2 separate regions of the Mus musculus genome follow, and region 2 is linked to region 1. Evidence: chromatin contacts called from public HiChIP or PLAC-seq data. All regions are on one chromosome and are shown on one strand. Each heading gives the region's core, a stretch centred on a gene start, on an enhancer-like site or on the middle of the called end of the contact. The rest is flanking DNA. Distances are from core to core; before and after follow the strand shown.

Region 1 (2,700 bases), core at 176-2,675:
TGTGCTGAGCTGAGAGCAAGAACAAGGCAAAGCACAAACACTAGCTGGGAGTCCACAGCAATTCATCGGGTGACGTGACGATGACAGGGCCCCAGGCAGTGGACACAGACGCAGTTCTGTGAGCCCAGTACTACTGGCTACAGTTCTTACATGCCATGGCATCATGAAACGTGCTCCTGTTTTGGAGACTTGGATATTTCCAGCCTTGCAGATGATTATAGACAATGCTGTCATTAATATCCCCACTCCCTGCTTTTGCATATCTTATTTCTCTGGGGCAAATTTCCAGAAGTTAGATTACACAGTCACAGGATGTTGTTTGTATAATATTAATGACATTTTGTTATATTACACAGTAGGGTCAGGGGTCCTTTGTGTGTGTGTGTGTGTGTGTGTGTGTGTGTGTGTGTGTAAGAGACAGAGAGACAGAGACAGAGAGAGGCTGACTGATTGATTGTGGCTGGGGTCATTGGCTCATGCCACAGGGATCCTGTGGTGGTCAGAGGACGACAGTAAACCTGCTTCTCTCCTTTTGCCTTTGTCGGGTGCTGGTGATTGAACCCAAGCCATCAGACACACTGCGAAGTGCCGTTGCCTACTGTGCAAACCTCACCTACCAGGTCTCTTAATTTGTCGAGATTCAGAATCCTCTCCTACCCCCGGCATCTCTAACTTCCTCCCTCTCTTCTCTGACTCTCTCTGGCTTTCTTTTCTCTCTCTCCTTTCTTTTTGGGGGAACATATAAAGGGGAAAACTTAACAAAGCAGGACAGAGGTTACAGTGTTCACAGAGGAAGGCAGGAAAAGGCAGAGGATATTTCTTCTTTATTACTTGTTTCTTGTCTTTCAGCTGCAGAAAGCAGGCAGCAGCTGCTTCCCCGGGTGGAAGAGAATCCTCTGAGACAATCAGCAGCCTGAGGGAGGGCCCTGCTTACTCAGACTTTCTCGCCTTCTGGGGAGATCAATGGACTTTGCCATTTCCATTATCTTTCACAATATCCCCTGGTGCTAGCTCAAACTGCCCTCTCTGAACAAACATTCCTCTCTGGGGGGCGGGAGGCTTGCTAAACTTTCTGGCTCTTTTATTCCCAGCCTCTATCAGTGGGAGCTCTTTGAAAGGGCCTGTCGTTCCTTCAACTCCAAAGCCTACCTGCTCAATTTTCCTTTTCTAATTTTACGCTAGGTATGAGGTGGGCACTTTCCTTATTAGAATCAGTTTTCTGGTGAATTCTAGAGTCTCCCTGTGACTGGTGCTAATGCTAAGATTCATGGGGGAAGTGCAGGAGACTCTGTTAGCAGCAGTGTTAGCAGCAGTGTTAGCAGCAGTGTCAGCAGCAGTGTTAGTAGCAGTATTAGCAGCAGTGTTAGCAGCAGTGTTAGCAGCAGTGTTAAGCTGGTTGACTCGGGCTTCCCAATCTGAAACCTTACTGCCAGGCTACAGCAGTCAAGACCTATTCAGCGTAAACACACTCAGATCAGCGGGACAGAAACACAAGCCCTAACAGTTATGCTCAATTGAATTTTGACAAAGGCACCAAAAGAATTCAACAGGGTGGGGGATGGTCTCTTAAACAAATGAAAAGCCACTGGAAAGACTGGATATCCATGTACAAAAGAATCGATTTGGACAAATGCTTAATATCGTGCACAATAATAAGCTCCCAGTGGATTGTAGACCTGAATATCTGAGCTAGAACTAGACAACTTAGAATATTAAGCAGCCTTGAGTCACGTGATGATCTTCACTATAACAGAAAGACACGAGCTGATAAAAAAGACAAAATAACAGGTGACATCTTGAACTTCATTAAAATTGCACACATCTGTGCTTTGAAGGACACAAGAAGGAGAAAGGAGGAGTCTGGAGGTGGCACATACCTTTGATCCCAGTACTCAGGAAATAGGCCCCAGTGACTTTGAGACTAGAGACTAACCTGGTGAATTCCATTCCAGATATGGGGTTTGTACTTGAAATATTCACAATCCAATAATAAGAAGCCAAGCTGGGCAGTGGTGGCGCACACCTTTGATCCCAGCACTTGGGAGGCAGAGGCAGGCAGATTTCTGAGTTCGAGGCCAGCCTGGTCTACAGAGTGAATTCCAGGACAGCCAGGACTATACAGAGAAACCCTGTCTCAAAAAACAAAACAAAACAAAACCCAATAATAAGAAGCCAAATAATCAAAAATGTGAAAGGACACTGAGTGAGGGATGTAGCTCAGCGGTAGAATGATTAACTACAGTGCACCAGGCCTTGGGTCTAACCCCCAGCATCACAAAATAAAGAGGCAAATAAAAATGGGCAAAAGATTATAATTTTATTCCAAAGTAATTATAGAAATGGCTGATAAGTCATTAGGTCACAGAAAGCAAATCCCTGCCTGGTCAGAGAGCTCTGCTCGCCACCATGACTACAATAAAACACGCAGAGAAACAATTACTGCTGAGGAGAAAGAAATTATAGACCTTATTGCTGCTGGTGGGAAAATACAATGGAAGCATCCCCTTTGAAACGGCTTGACAGTCCCTCGGAACCCCGAGGATGGAGTTACCACGATCTAGCAATTCCACTCCTAGGTGTGTGCCCCAGAGAGGTGCAAACATGTCTATACAGAGTCTGCACAGAGTGGAAACAACCTAGCTGTCCACCAGCTGATGAACAGATAAGGTGTGACACATCTGTCCGGTATAATGTTATTTA
Region 2 (2,700 bases), core at 160-2,659, 440 kb before region 1:
TAATCCGCCTACTACTCAAGAGGAATTCCTTTGGTTTTAAAGTACATTATACATTAAGTAATCACCATATGTTTCCTTAAGAGAAGGGATGCACACTTGTATACACATAGAAGATCAGAAAGGCATCAGAGGCAGGTGAATTAATTCCCTTATGGGAGTCACACTCCGGTTGTGTTTAAACTTGCCCATTTGTCCATAGCAGCTCACAAAGACCACCAACTCGCTAGCTATTGCCACATTTACCACAACGGTCTCTTGGGAAGAGACCCACTATATGGGAATGCTGACAGCCAACGGAGCCTGACTCAACAGGCAGGATTACAGCACTAAATTAAATTATGCCTCATACTCATGTGGGGGGTGGCTGATTCACTGCGGGGGGGGGATGGGGGCGTGGTTAAGAAAATAAAGGTTAAATCAGAGGAAGTCCCAGAGGAAGTCTTAAAGTCCCGTTCTAGAGACCTGCTATTGTGTGCTCTGGCTGTAAGGTACATCCAGGGTCTCTGTCTCACTGTTCCTCTTCACCATCCCTCATGCTAACATATGCCTCACCCCAGGCCACCTGAGCCTCAATAAGCTCTCTGGCCGCAGGCTCCAGCTCTGTCCACCACCTGCCCATGATCAGCCAACGTGGATATTTGTGGTTGGGGATTCTAGCAAAACCAGACAACGACCCCTCCTGAGCCACGCGCGGCTGGCTAGCTCAGCCTTCCTTTCGCAGGTCCTCATTGTACCTTTCTCCCAGTCCGATCGCAGCCCCCAGGTGGCAATCCGAATCGGTCAGACAGATGGGAGGAGCAGGTAACAGACACGTTTCACAAGGGCCAAAATGAACCTGCTGACCTTCGCAAAGTCCCCGCCTTCATCCCCTTCCTCACAGTGGGGCTGGGGGCACTGACTTAGTAGGCAAAGGGAGCACGATCTAAGCTGATGCACCGATGCACACAAAGCCTTTCACCTTCTGCTTGTCTTGCAAGCTCCTCCCTGGGCTTGGTCTCCCAGGGTCTCTGATGCCCCCTTCGGTGGTCTGTGGGACGGTCCGACTTGCTCTGGCAGCGCAGTCTCAGCCTCCTCCTCCCCTCCCCTCGCCACAGAGACCAAAGGGAGCTCAACCCAGCTATAGGACACGAAGGGTCCCCTTCTGTCCTTGGTTCCTGAGCCCACGGGGTGGCGGACCACAGTCCAGTGTGCGAAGGACAGCTTCGCGCGGCAGCTCAGCCACAGCACACATCCCAGCCCCTAGATGATCAGCTCAGGTTCCCAGCTCCCTATCCGCGAAGCCGGCGCGCCCAGCCGCAGCAGCGCTCCTACCTGTGATGCGCCGGGCAGCTCTGAGCGCACTGCCCAAGCCTGGCGCCCGGTGCTGAGGCTATGCAACCGCGGGCTGGCACTCGGGCTGGCTGCCCACTACCTCCTCGCTGGGGCTTCCTGTGGGGCTGGACAAAGGACATTTCCTGGGAGGAGCAGGGAATGTTCCCAGCATGCCTCGATTTGTAGTTCACCGAGACTTCCTGCCACCGCAGCAACAACGGGGGCTCTACTCAGACCCCAGGACTGGAGGAGAGGACCCTGTCGGGCTGTAGTAGCTCGGAGCCGATGGCCGACCCGCCGCCGCTTGGTAGAGTCGCGATCCTGCAGACGCATGCTGCCCTCACACGCTTGCTGCCCTGGGCGCGCAGTGCGAGCGGCCTTTTCTTTAGAAGTGAACTTTGTGATATGCTCTCTTTACGTCGGCTTCCCCCACCCCACCCCACCCCACCCCACCCCCGCTTCTTCTTCTAATAGATGGTCTTCCATAAGGTGAGGCTGGGGGAGGCGAGCATACTCTGACACTCAGCCTAGCCTGGGACTCACCTAGACAACTCACCGCGATTCTTCTTCCTACTCTTCAGGTGTATACCAACCCGAGTTTGTTGTTTTGCTTTGTTTCTGTTGTGCGCTAATCTACCTTAAAGCCCCCTGCATGCGTGGCCAGTGCTCTGTCCATCTACCAACTTTTTCACCTCCCAGGTTCTCTAGCTCAGTGTTTCTCAACCTGTCTGTCACGACCCCTTGTGGATCAAATGGTCTTCTCGCAGAAGTGGCCTAAGACCATCAGAAAACACAGATATTTATCAACATTACAGTTGATAAACAGTAACAAAATTATAAAGTAGCAATGAAAATAATGGTTAGGAGTCACCACAACATGAAGGGTCGCAGCATTAGGAAGGTTGAGAACCACAACTCTATGCAGTCAGGACTCTGGCTGTGGCCTGTTTAAGAAAAACATTTGGCTGCTCTTCTGGTATCCAGGCTCCTTAAAGATCTTAGCACTTTTGCCCTAAAAACCATGCAGAGCTGATCATTCCTAGATCCTGGCCTGGTGACATCCCTTTTCTCCACTGTTGGCCTCTGCCCAGGCTTCTTTTTAAGAGAAGTAATTGAGAGATAAAAAATAAACTTCATGAATTACATATGTGAGAGCCTAAATGACAAGCCGGATGGTGGAGCACACCTTTAATCCCAGCACCCAGGAGGCAGAAGCAGATAGATCTCTGTGAGTTATAGGCCAGCCTGGTCTGCAGAGGGAGGTCTAGGACAGCCAGGGCTAAACAGGAAAATTTTGTCTTGAAAGCAAAAAGCAAACACACAAAAACTAAATGACTAAAAGCTGAGCTGAGTCATTTTACCAAAGGATGGCAGGAAGGGTATAGTAAG

Evidence for each region. HiChIP or PLAC-seq counts read pairs in DNA pulled down with a chosen protein or histone mark.
Region 2: a contact with region 1 is called in an H3K4me3 HiChIP or PLAC-seq map of forebrain, with 5 times the contacts expected there. The contact joins the promoter of Zfp697 here to the enhancer-like site in region 1. A contact is called at or near these places in 8 of 39 promoter capture datasets (3T3-L1-derived adipocytes, the C10 cell line, embryonic stem cells and 4 more), 1 of 15 datasets of contacts at CTCF or cohesin (the NIH/3T3 cell line), 3 of 115 datasets of contacts at active chromatin or transcription factors (bone marrow-derived dendritic cells, forebrain and pancreatic cancer cells) and 1 of 9 other capture datasets (embryonic stem cells).

The regions. Positions count from the first base shown.
Region 1 is chr3:97,938,061-97,940,760 of GRCm38.p6, reverse strand. The region is part of intron 1 of Gm5544 (predicted gene 5544); the gene reads right to left. Among named protein-coding and RNA genes, the nearest start is that of Gm5544, 9.2 kb to the right of the region's middle. Within about 2 kb of position 1,425, at least 85 of the 459 cell types and tissues checked have an H3K27ac peak or open chromatin away from gene starts, as enhancers often do. A contact at or near this core is called in forebrain and neural stem cells, where this site is marked.
Region 2 is chr3:98,381,190-98,383,889 of GRCm38.p6, reverse strand. It overlaps Zfp697 (zinc finger protein 697), which reads right to left and starts at 1,409. Exons shown (of 3, transcript NM_172863.4): 1 at 1,312-1,409. It also overlaps a transcript of Gm52610 not described here.